Regions from separate parts of the Sus scrofa genome. Here region 1 is linked to region 2. The links are chromatin contacts, called in public promoter capture Hi-C maps. All regions are on one chromosome and are shown on one strand. Each heading gives the region's core, a stretch centred on a gene start, on an enhancer-like site or on the middle of the called end of the contact. The rest is flanking DNA. Distances are from core to core; before and after follow the strand shown. Region 1 holds the start of MAP1LC3B (microtubule associated protein 1 light chain 3 beta). Region 2 holds the start of SLC7A5 (a long non-coding RNA gene).

Evidence for each region. Promoter capture Hi-C pulls out the DNA fragments that hold promoters and counts their contacts.
Region 1: a contact with region 2 is called in a promoter capture Hi-C map of fetal liver, with 3 times the contacts expected there. The contact joins the promoter of MAP1LC3B here to the promoter of SLC7A5 in region 2. A contact is called at or near these places in 1 of 5 promoter capture datasets (fetal liver) and 1 of 2 datasets of contacts at active chromatin or transcription factors (alveolar macrophages).

Annotation. Positions count from the first base shown.
Region 1 is chr6:1,939,791-1,945,021 of Sscrofa11.1, forward strand. It overlaps MAP1LC3B (microtubule associated protein 1 light chain 3 beta), which reads right to left and starts at 1,279. Exons shown (of 4, transcript NM_001190290.1): 1 at 1,116-1,279. The coding sequence starts at 1,155.
Region 2 is chr6:1,543,358-1,548,966 of Sscrofa11.1, forward strand. It overlaps SLC7A5 (a long non-coding RNA gene), which reads left to right and starts at 2,583. Exons shown (of 10, transcript XR_002344446.1): 1 at 2,583-3,228.

The sequences.
Region 1 (5,231 bases), core at 29-2,528, 400 kb after region 2:
TGGTGAATCTCATTTACTGGAGCTTCTCAGGCACAAGAAATGAAGTCATTATCCATCATTATCTCGTTATCAATAATGAGATCGACAAAACCATCTCCAAACTCAAGGGAACGCTCAGCTCTTGAGACTCTGGGCAAGTGGACCGTCGCAGAGGAGCAGTATCGCTGCTCAAGATCCTACAGCAGATTAGATTAGGGCAGGAAACTCACGGCGACAAGGCAGGAAGGAAGGCTGGTCCCGCCCGACTCCACCTGGCTTCCCAGAGCTGCGACAAACAAGCCCCACACATGGACATCCAGGGACGCCGCGGTGTTATTGCAGAACTGACCCCACGTGCTTAAAAGGAGGAGTAAGCATTGCACGGGTATGACTACCCATCACTTCCTTCCCATGGCTCTGTGCGCAGGAGTAAATACTGCGATGGCACTGCTACTTTCAGTGTCCATCGAGGGCCTGTAACCTAAGTGGCGATTCTACCCGAACCGGGAGAGAACCGCTTCGCTGCGGTGTCACAGAATGCTGTCTGTCGCGGGCCAGGTAGAAAAGCCACCCACCCTGGCCCGGGTGCCCCAAACAGGATCCAGTCGGGGCTGCCCGGGAAGGGGCGGGCGCGAGGACGGCGGCCTCGGAGTCGCTCCTCTCCGCCGAGGCCCAATGTGCTCAGGTTCCACGCGCGACCCTCACCTGAGGGGCGGCTCAGCAGGAGACGACTTCCTTGCACACTCGGTGCCACCACTTCAGAGTACGGGCGCCAGCCGGGGCCCGGGCCAGCCGCCCCCACAAGACGACCCTCCCGGGCACGGCGCGGCCTGGTCGTAGGGGCCGTCAAGGGCCGGAGGGCCCAAGTGGGTGCGTGTCACAGGCTGCCCGGGGCCAAGAGGTGATTCAGCAGCGCCGCGTCTCGGCGCCCTCGGCCCCGGGCCCCGGGCCCCGCCGCCCCGCCGCTCCTCGGCCCCCAGGCCGGGCCCTCCGGCCGTCCCCGCCTCAGCCCCGCAACGCTCGGCGCCCGCTTCGGCCCCCCAGCGCCCCGAGGCCCGGCAGCCCTCGGCCGGTCTCCGCCTCCGGAGCCCCCCCAGCCCCCGGCCTTCTGTCGGCGGCCGGCCCGCGGCACCCACCGAAGGTTCGGCGCTGTTTGAAGGTTTTCTCGGACGGCATGTCGCGGCAGGCTGGGCGGCGGCGAAGCGGAGTATCCTGCGATTCCAAGAGGCGGTGGCAGCGGTGGCGGCTCCGACACTGGCGACAGCAGCTTCTCTTGTGTCTCCTCAGCCCGTAGCCGCGTCAGGTGACCCGCGCGGCGTCCCGGGAGGCGGGGCAAGGGGCGGGCCGACGCCGCCGCCATGGCGGGTGTGGCGGAAGGGGGCCCCGCGAGTCGCCTGGGGAAGGGGCGAGGCGCGGGCGCGGTGGGGAGCGTCCCGTGCGCATGCGTACGCGCTGGCCATGGGAGCGGGGACGGACGCGCGCGCCGCGAACACGCGCGGTGTTGGCCCTTCTTCTGTTCCTGCGGGGATCACTGTCGAGAAAAATGTCTCCCCCTGAAAATAAGGGAGCGTTGTGCCCCTGCCTCTTGAGAGCTCATGTCTAGGAGCTGCTGGTTCTTTCTTTGCCGCTGGCTTTCCTCATCAAGCACATCGCAGTTTTCTTTTCTTCTTAAAGGAAACTGTCCACTTAAAGACACATTGTTCCAACTACGAAAAGAACCACAGCGGCATTATTTCAGGTTATGGTCAGTGGAGTCCGGCCTTGGAGCCTGTGATTTCTGGATGCCCCAGAGCGCTGGGATTTCTGTTGTCAAGTAAGTAAGCCATTGGCAGCACCTGCACTGACCAGGCAACGTTCATTGCCTTTCACTCACCTCTGTGGCTTTTTTTTTTTTTGTCTTTTTGCCATTTTTTGGGCGGCTCCTGCGGCATATGGAGGTCCCCAGGCTAGGGGTCCAATCGGAGCTGTAGCCGCCGGCCTACACCACAGCCACAGCAACCCGGGATCCAGAGCCGCGTCTGCGACCTACACCGCAGGTCACAGCAATGCCGAATCCTTAACCCACGGAGCAAAGCCAGGGATCGAACCCGCAACCTCATGGTTCCTAGTCGGATTCGTTAACCACTGCGCCACGGCAGGAACTCCTCACCTGTGTTGTATTGAAGGACGATTTCCCAGTTACCTTGAATAAGTAACCATTTCCTGGGTCTCAGCGTCATTTGCAAAAGGGCAACAATATTTTTAAAACTCCCAAGTGTTTTCTAAGAAGCTAATGAAAGTGGCGTGATAAAATATAGATGACTATCAATATTTAGTTATGAAATTGTTATTGCCCATCTCAAACATCTGATAAATATGTATCTATGAACATCACTTTATTCTTTCGCTGTTTTTGCTCTTTAATATTGCCAATGAAATTAATCAATGAACAATAAATAGTAAGAATAGAAAAAAACTTTTATTTGACCCAAACTGAGGACTAGCCCAGAAGCCTGCTTCCCAGATTACTCTGAGGAGCTGCTCCAGAGAAGCAGGGTTTTAGCGTAGTTTTTTATCTTGCCTGCACAAAGAACATTAAACAAGTCAGGGTTTCTAAAAAAGAACATTCGAGCATATACACAGCAAGTCAGCATAGTCTCGAACCTGGGAAGGGACTCATTATCAAAGGAAGACCAGCCTTGGTGTCCCAGAAGAAGAAGCATTTAATCCTTATTTTTTATATTCTTTTTTTTTTTTTTTTTTTGCTTCTTAGGGCTGTACCCATGGTATATGAACATTCTCAGGCTAGGGGTTGAATCAGAGCTACAGCTGCTGGCCTACACCGCAGCCACAGCAACGTGGGATCTGAGCTGCATCTGTGACCTACACCACAGCTCGAGGTGATGCTGGATACCCAACCCACTGAGCAAGGCCAGGGATGGAACCTGTATCCTCATGGATCCTAGTTGGATTTGTTGCCACTGAGCCACAACGGGAACTCCCATTTAATCTTTGTTTTTAACATGGACATTCTTTATTTCCGGTCAATGTACCCTTTTCTTTAATAATTAAAGCAGATGTACAATGTGTGTTTGCCAGGCCACAAACGGCCGATATTAGTTGGTATAGACTTAACTCATACATAAGCCAGAATGACTTCCCTATATCTCAATATGTTAAAATGTTTTTTTGTTTTCTGGTGCTTTTTTTTTTTTTTGTCTTTTGTCCTTTTTAGGGCCACACCCGAGGCATATGGAGGTTCCCAGGCTGGGGTCTAATCCGAGCTGTGGCTGCCGGCCTACACCACAGCTCACCGCAACGCCAGATCCTTAACCCATTGAGCCAGGCCAGGGATGGAACCCACAACCTCATGGTTCCTAGTTGGATTCATTTCCACTGCGCCTCTACGGAAACTCCTAAAAATGTCTTTCATGAACACTTAATACTTCTTCTTTTTCTTTATTGGCCACACTCATGGCAAATGGAAGTTCCTGGGCCAGGGATCGAATCCAGGAATCAAACCAGCGCCACCACAGAGACAACACCAGATCATTAACATGCTGTGCCACATCAGGAACTTTTAATATCTAATGTTTTGAAAGTATTTTAACCTCTTTGAATTTGTAAACGCCTTTCTAGTAATACCTGTTTGATATAGTAATTGGATTGTGCTAATATACATTTATTATATAAACATACTAAAATGTATTTCTCGAAGTGGTTTCAATGCAGCTGGAATTTCTTTCTTTATAGAGAAACCAAGTATGCTGTAGCCCTTGTATAATTATCCCCACTGCCAGAACAATGGTGTTAATTGTAGCTCTTTGCCACCATTGTCAAAAGAACAGTTGTGCATATGTCACTTTCCCAGGTTTTTTTTTTTTTCCTCTTTCTGTCACAGTTCTTTACCCTGAAAATATGATAGTATACAGTTAATGAAGATTCAAAACAGTCCATCTTTTTTTCAGAGTTCCAAAGGAAGATTTTAAGCTCCAAGTGTACAATCCTTTTTGTTTTGTGTCTATTCTGTGAAGATTGGCTTGGGGGGCGGGGAACAGGATCCAGTAAGTGTACCTTCCTTCTTCCAGAACACAAAATGATCCGCTGTGAAGTCTTCAATGAGAGTGTGGACTGTGTGTTGCTTTTCTTTTCCGAGTTTTTATGATATTAAATATTGACTGGTGAGTGCTTTTTTGGCTTGATTGCTACTTTGTAAGAAATGGACTTTTTGTTCTCTTGCTGGAAAACTGTTCCAAATGCAAAAAGAGTGACAAAAAATCGATATCAGGCATATGGGTGTGGGGAGAGGGGAGGGAGAGTTTCGTATTTTTCTAGTCCCTTCGGCATCCATACAGCTTTACCCAATTATCTCAGGCCTTGGGTTCCCTGCCCCAGGGATGACCTCAAGGGCTGCGATTAGTGATGGGACAGGATTACTCTTTGGAATTTCAAGCGCTAAAGTCTACACTTACAGTGACGGCTGTACTCTTTAAATTCCTACTTGAATCTAAAAACACACATCCCTACAGTTTTCTCAGAAAATCATCCAAAGTACTTGGGGTATAAATGGTATCTCATGAGCATGTAGGAACAACGTGTTGAAATAAGCAATATGTAAACAGTGTTTAATGTTTACTAATTTATATTCATGTGCAAATAAGTGTTAATAAGGACTGTGGCCGTGGAAGTTCCCCTGTGGCGCAGTAGGTTAAGAATCCAGTGTTGCCGCATCTGTGGTACAGATTGCAACTGCGGTAAGGGTTCCATCCCTGACTTGGGAACTTCCACATGCCGTGGGTGGAGCCAAAAAAAAAAAAAAAAAGTACTGCAACTTCATGTAAATTTTGAAAACCAGTGTGCTTGAGGGTATGCGAAAATTTTCAGGGACCCCCCAGACAGCGGTTTAGTCGAAGTTCGACATAGTGAACAATATTCAGTGATAAATTAATATTACTGATGATTATTTTAAGCTAGTTAACATAAGCATAGTACGATTTATTTTAAAATAAACAACATCAATATTATTGTTTTCTCCAGGAACCTCATGGTGATTTTAAACTATCAAGTAATCATTCTAAAAAGCCAAGCAGTATAGGTTTTAAATAACTCTCATCCTATTCCTTTTTCCTAACACGAAATGACCACAACCGTGGGGAATATAAGGTAATGGCTAAAAATAGAATGTGACAGCCTCGCACCTTACTCGTGCTGTCCAGCTATTTCTACGAGTCTGTTAAATGAGGCATGAAACCTGAACGGACAGTAGAACACAT
Region 2 (5,609 bases), core at 1,333-3,832:
AGCGGCAGGAACACCAGGTGGAGGAGTTTGGGACCCTCCCCGAGAGCATGGCCAACTAACCGCCTTCCACGTGAAACTGAAGTGCATGCTGAGACGGTCAAGTCTTAGCTGTTGAACGGCCTAGAGGTAAAGAAACAGCAAGGGGTGGGTGCCGCAGGACGGGAAGTACACCAGCTGAGTTCAGGCCCTGAAGGATGGGGCTGCAGCCCACCTCCTGGTCAAACAAGGTCCCTTGCTCTGCCAAGCCTCCACATCCTCGTCGACAAAGAAAGTGGCACTTCCTCCATTAAATAAGAATGTGCACACCCGGGGCTCAGCACAGCGCCTGATAAAGGCTCAGGAAGTCCGCTCAGCCCTTGGTCTTCTGGCCTCCCGCCAAGCGGCATCCTCTGAAAAGATAGCGGGAGAACAAGAGCAGAGAGATGACTTTTGATTCCCCCCCGGAGCCACCAACTTAGACATCTTGCAAGTTAGTATTTGTGTGATGGACAGGTCATTGGACTGGACCGTCACAGATGAAGGGCTGGCATGTTGGGGGGGCCGGGTTTGACTGGTGGGATGTGGAAAGTCCAAATGACATGCCCTGGGAGCCCCCGGGGGCTCAGGGGGTTAAGGACCCAGCGTTGTCACCGCTGTGGCTCTGGTTACTGCTGTGGTGGGGGTTCGATCCCTGGCCTAGGAACTTCTTCATGCCACGGGCACAGCCAAAACAAACTAGCAACACTAATGGCTCACCCTGGCTAAACTCCCCTGAGATGGGACTCTAAATTCTTTCCCTGTGTGCATGTCAGCTTAATCCACAAGTATTTCTTTCTTTCTTCTTCTTCTTTTTTTTTTGGTCTTTTTAGGGCCACACCTGTGGAGGTTCCCAGGCTAGGGGTCCAATCAAAGCTGTAGTTGCCAGCCTACATCACAGCCACAGTAACTCGGGATCCAAGTCGTGTCTGCGACCTACACCACAGCTCATGGCAACGCCAGCTCCTTAACCCACTGAGCGAGGCCAGGGATCTAACCCGCATCCTTATGGATGCTAGTCTGGTTTGTTAACCACTGAACCACGACGGGAATGCCAATCAGCAAGTATTTCTCATCCTTTCCTGCTTCTAAGCCGGAAATGATTGGGTTTCCTGCACGTCCTCTTCTGATTCTGACCACTAGTACCTGGCCACACTTCCTATCCAGAAATCTGGAGTTCTTTAAGAATACGGCTCAAGGAGTTCCCGTCGTGGCGCAGCGGAAACGAATCCGACTAGGAACCATGGGGTTGCAGGTTTGATCTGTAGCCTCGCTCAGTGGGTTAAGGATCTGGCGTTGCCATGAGTTGTGGAGTAGGTCGCAGACGTGGCTCGGATCTGGCGTTGCTGTGCCTGTGGTATAGGATGGCAGCTATAGCTCCAATTAGACGCCTAGCCTGGGAACCTCCATATGCTGTGGGTGGGGCCCTAAAAAGACAGAAAAGACCAAAAAAAAAAAAAAAAAAAAAGAAAGAAAGAATAAGGCTAGAGCCCCTTCATCTTGCAGCCTACCTTTGGATATTCCAGCTAGATGTGGGGGAGGGGTTCTCACCGTGCTCCTCCAGGGAATCCCTGCTTTATCAATTTAGCTAAGCTTCTGCAGATTCCTGGTTTTCCAGCACCTCTGTCGCTGTTTCTCCAAGCCGCGCCCTGGATGCTGCTCTTTGGCAAGGAGGTTTCCCTTGGGATAAACATGGGAATTTCGGAGCCCAGGAATGAGCTCCCATGAGGCCTCCAGCGCTTCCCCCTTCTCTGAGTTCAGGACCCCAGGCCCAACCTGGAGCTTCCTCCAGGGGCTCCCGCTCAGTTCTGATCATTTTCATAGCGCCCAAGCCCCTAGGATGAGCAGATCCTATCACCTCAGGAACAGGAAGCCAGAGCCACACCGGGCCTGGGCACACTCCAGGGGGCAGGCAGGTCTTCTCTGAGCCCCAGAGCCTCCCCAAATCCCACCCATCCTGTGCTGTGGCCTCAGGTTGGCCCTGCCTTATCGCCCAGGCCCACACTGCAGCATCGAGGTCCCTGGGTGCTTGCTCTGGGCCACTGAGGGAGCCGGTGAGGAGGGCAAGGTGCCTGGCCCTCCACGTGCACGAAGCGCTGCGGGTACCCGTCCGCCAGGCTCGGTGGGACGCGGTCAGCACGCTCCACTTGCGAGGAGCCGGGCTGGGGTCCTCCGGTACACCGCGGGGCCAGGACCATCCGCGTCCGCCAGGTTCGGGGACGCGGCCGGGGCTCTCCACGTGTGGGGCACCGGCCTGGGTCTCCCGGGACCGCGCGGGACCGGGACGGCCCGCCACGCTTGGCTGCACGCGGTCGGCGCGCTCCACACGGGGAACCGGCCGAGGCCTCCGGGGAGCACTTGGGGCCCAGATCGCGAGCCAGCCGCGGCCGGACAGAGTCTGCACGCTCCACCTGCGGGACTGAACCACCGAGCCGGCCGACCGACCGCGGGCAGGGCGGCTGGAGGCGAGGGGCGGGGCGCGCCGCGCAGGCGGGGCTTGGGGCGGGGCCTGGCGGGCGGGGCGGGGCCGGCGGCGGCGTATAAAGGGCGGCGGCGCAGCACGGGCTGACGCAGCGGCTTGGCGGCAGCGCCGTGGGAACCGGCTGTCTCCAGTGGGCGGCGCGCTCCCGGTGTCCGGCCCCAGCCCCAGCCCCGGCCCCGCCCTCGCCCTGCCTGGCTCGCGCGGCAGCATGGCGGGCCCCGGCCTGAAGCGGCGCCCGCCGGCGGCTCCCGCGGCGGCCACAGAGGAGGAGCGCCAGGCGCGGGAGCGGATGCTGGCCGCGCGGCCGGCGGAGGGTGAGGGCGTGACCCTGCAGCGCAACATCACCCTGCTCAACGGCGTGGCTATCATCGTGGGCACCATCATCGGCTCGGGCATCTTCGTGACGCCCACCGGCGTGCTCAAGGAGGCGGGCTCGCCCGGGCTGGCGCTGGTGGTGTGGGCCGTTTGCGGCGTCTTCTCCATCGTGGGCGCGCTCTGCTACGCCGAGCTGGGCACCACCATCACCAAGTCTGGCGGCGACTACGCCTACATGCTCGAAGTGTACGGCTCGCTGCCCGCCTTTCTCAAGCTCTGGATCGAGCTGCTCATCATCCGGCCCTCCTCGCAGTACATCGTGGCGCTCGTCTTCGCCACCTACCTGCTCAAGCCGCTCTTCCCCACCTGCCCGGTGCCGGAGGAGGCCGCCAAGCTCGTGGCCTGCCTATGCGTGCGTGAGTACCGGCGGGGGGAACCTGGGGACGCGGGGAGGGGGAGCCGAGATCGCCGCGCGCCCGCGTCCCCGCTGTCCCCGCACTCCTGGACCATCCCCAGGCCGCCTCCGGCCATCCCCCCCATCCCCTGTTCCAGGCCGACCCCGCAGTTTTAGACCTAAGGGCCCTGGGCCCAGAACCCACGTGCGTTTCATTCATTCGTCTCCACCTCGCCTGGAATTCCGCAGAGAGAGCCAGTAGGTCCCCGCCTCGCGCCTCTGGCCGTAACTCGGCTTAGTCCGTCAGAGGCCTTGGAGCGGAGTAATACCCTGTCTGATTGCAAGGCACCCACGTGGAGCGTCTGAAAAGCGAATTTCCTGTCTGAGTTCCCAAATGCTTACTGTTTGTCTAGAGCGGTCGTAGTTTTTTTTAAAAAAGCATTCAAACCAGCTTATCAAGAAAGGCTGACTCATACAAAAACCAATAGTAATAAAATTCTGTGTGGGCAGTGAATGAGCTGCACGTTTAGGCAGCACCGTGGAGTCTCCTGAAGGTTGCCTAGTGACTGGTGGAGGAGGGGTGCTTGGCTGCAGCTTACATGTGGGTGGTGGGGGGCTAGGTTTGGGGTCCCAGGTTGGGCCGAAAGCAGCCATCAGGTGTAGCCCTAACGTTGGTGGGTAAGGTCCCAGAATGCTGGTGGGCTGTCTTCTCATGGGATTTCAGGGAAGAAAATCTTTTGTACTAAAAGACATGTGATTTCCTTATCTTTTCTTTGTTTGGGGGCCTCTGGCAGTTTTGCCCCTACCCCTCCGCCAACTTGCTTGCAAGGTGGAAGTGTCCTGCTTTCAGAGCTGCCACCCGCTTTGAGGCTCTGCCCCAAGCTTGGTGGTGCTGGCAGGGCTGGTGTGTGGTTTCCGGATCGAGACACGGGACAGTGTAATCAGTTGGAGCAGCTCCTGGTACTGTTGGGGCTCTGGAGCATAAGTTCAGCGTGTTGCTGGGGACAGGGCAGTTGGGGGGACGGGGGTGTCCCAGAGCTCTGAGGCACACTCCGGAAAGTGGTGACCCCAGGAGGCCTGAGACCCTGGTGGCAGCCACACCAGGGAGGGCACATTTTGCCTTTTGAGGCCTCTCAGAAATGAGGATTCCACTTAGAAAAACCTTTGGGCCACGTCTAGGAATAGCCGTGGCTATAGGCGATCTGCCTGAGGACTGGGGAACCTGAGACGTCTGGAGGGCTTTTGAGAGGATGCTTTGGGCTGAGTCCGAGAAAGCCCCTCTGGCTTGATCTGTGTCACTCCCATGTTTGTCCTTGCTAGGTCCGATTTAAAGTCTCAGCCTGGAGGATCTCGACCTAACACTGTGCTTACAGGGCCAGCTCTCTAGTCTCGAAAAATGGATCCTGTACTTACAAAAACTTTGAGTTTAAGCAGGTAAAGCCTCGGAAGAATTCTGCAGGGGCTGCAGGGGGTACATCCTGCCCAGCACTCTGCCTCCAGCGGGGAGGTCACGTGAATGGCAGCCCTTGTGGTGGGACCCTGGGTGACATTCTTCCTGTCCTCTTGAGCCTGTGGAGCTCTTTTCCTCTGAAACCCCACGTGTCTGTGTGTGTGCGTTGCTTCTCCTGAGGGGAAGATTTTCGGTAACAAGGGCGATGCTGTCTGCAAGACTGAGCACTTGTACGGGGTCTGGCGTGGGGTGGGGGGCACATGGCCGGAACAGCTGCTCTCCCTTGGGCACAGAGAAAGGTCCAGGGAGGGGGCCTGCCCTTGGGGGCCACGGAGAAGGCAGTGCAAAGCCATGGGAGTTTCTGAGTGTTGTTTCTTGCACACAGACTGGGTTCTAGAACCTCTGAGAGGAGAAGGGGTCCTCTGTACCCCCAGCCAGCAGCCCGCGTGTGCTGGGTGCTGGAGCCAAGCTCCGGTGTGGCTGCTTGATGGCTTCTGTCCTCTGGGCTGGCCCAGGACGGCGGCTCTCTGTTCATCGCAACTGTGCTTGGCTTTGGTGGTTAGAATGAGCCTGCTGGTGACATAAATGGGCGAAAATCCCTTTTCTTGGAGGTCTGACATAGAAATGATGGAAAGGGGCCCTGTCACGGTGTGTCCCTGGTGTTTGCACGTCTTTAACGAGTCCCGAAGGGGGGAGATTCTAGGTCCGTAATGCCTTCCCACTGGCCTGGGAGTTTGGTGGAGTCTAGGTTTACATGGATCATGAAACTGCTTACTGGTACCGTTTGTTTGAGATGTGGGGGACGCCAGGCTGGTCTTTGCGGCAGAGCTGAGGTTCTTGCTGACCTGAGTCCTGGTCCAGTTTATCCAACCTCTCTGGCTGTCTCTCTGTGGGTCTGGTGGGATCTGGAGAGGCTGGGGGCAGGTGCCACAGAGAGGACGGGCCCCAGGGCA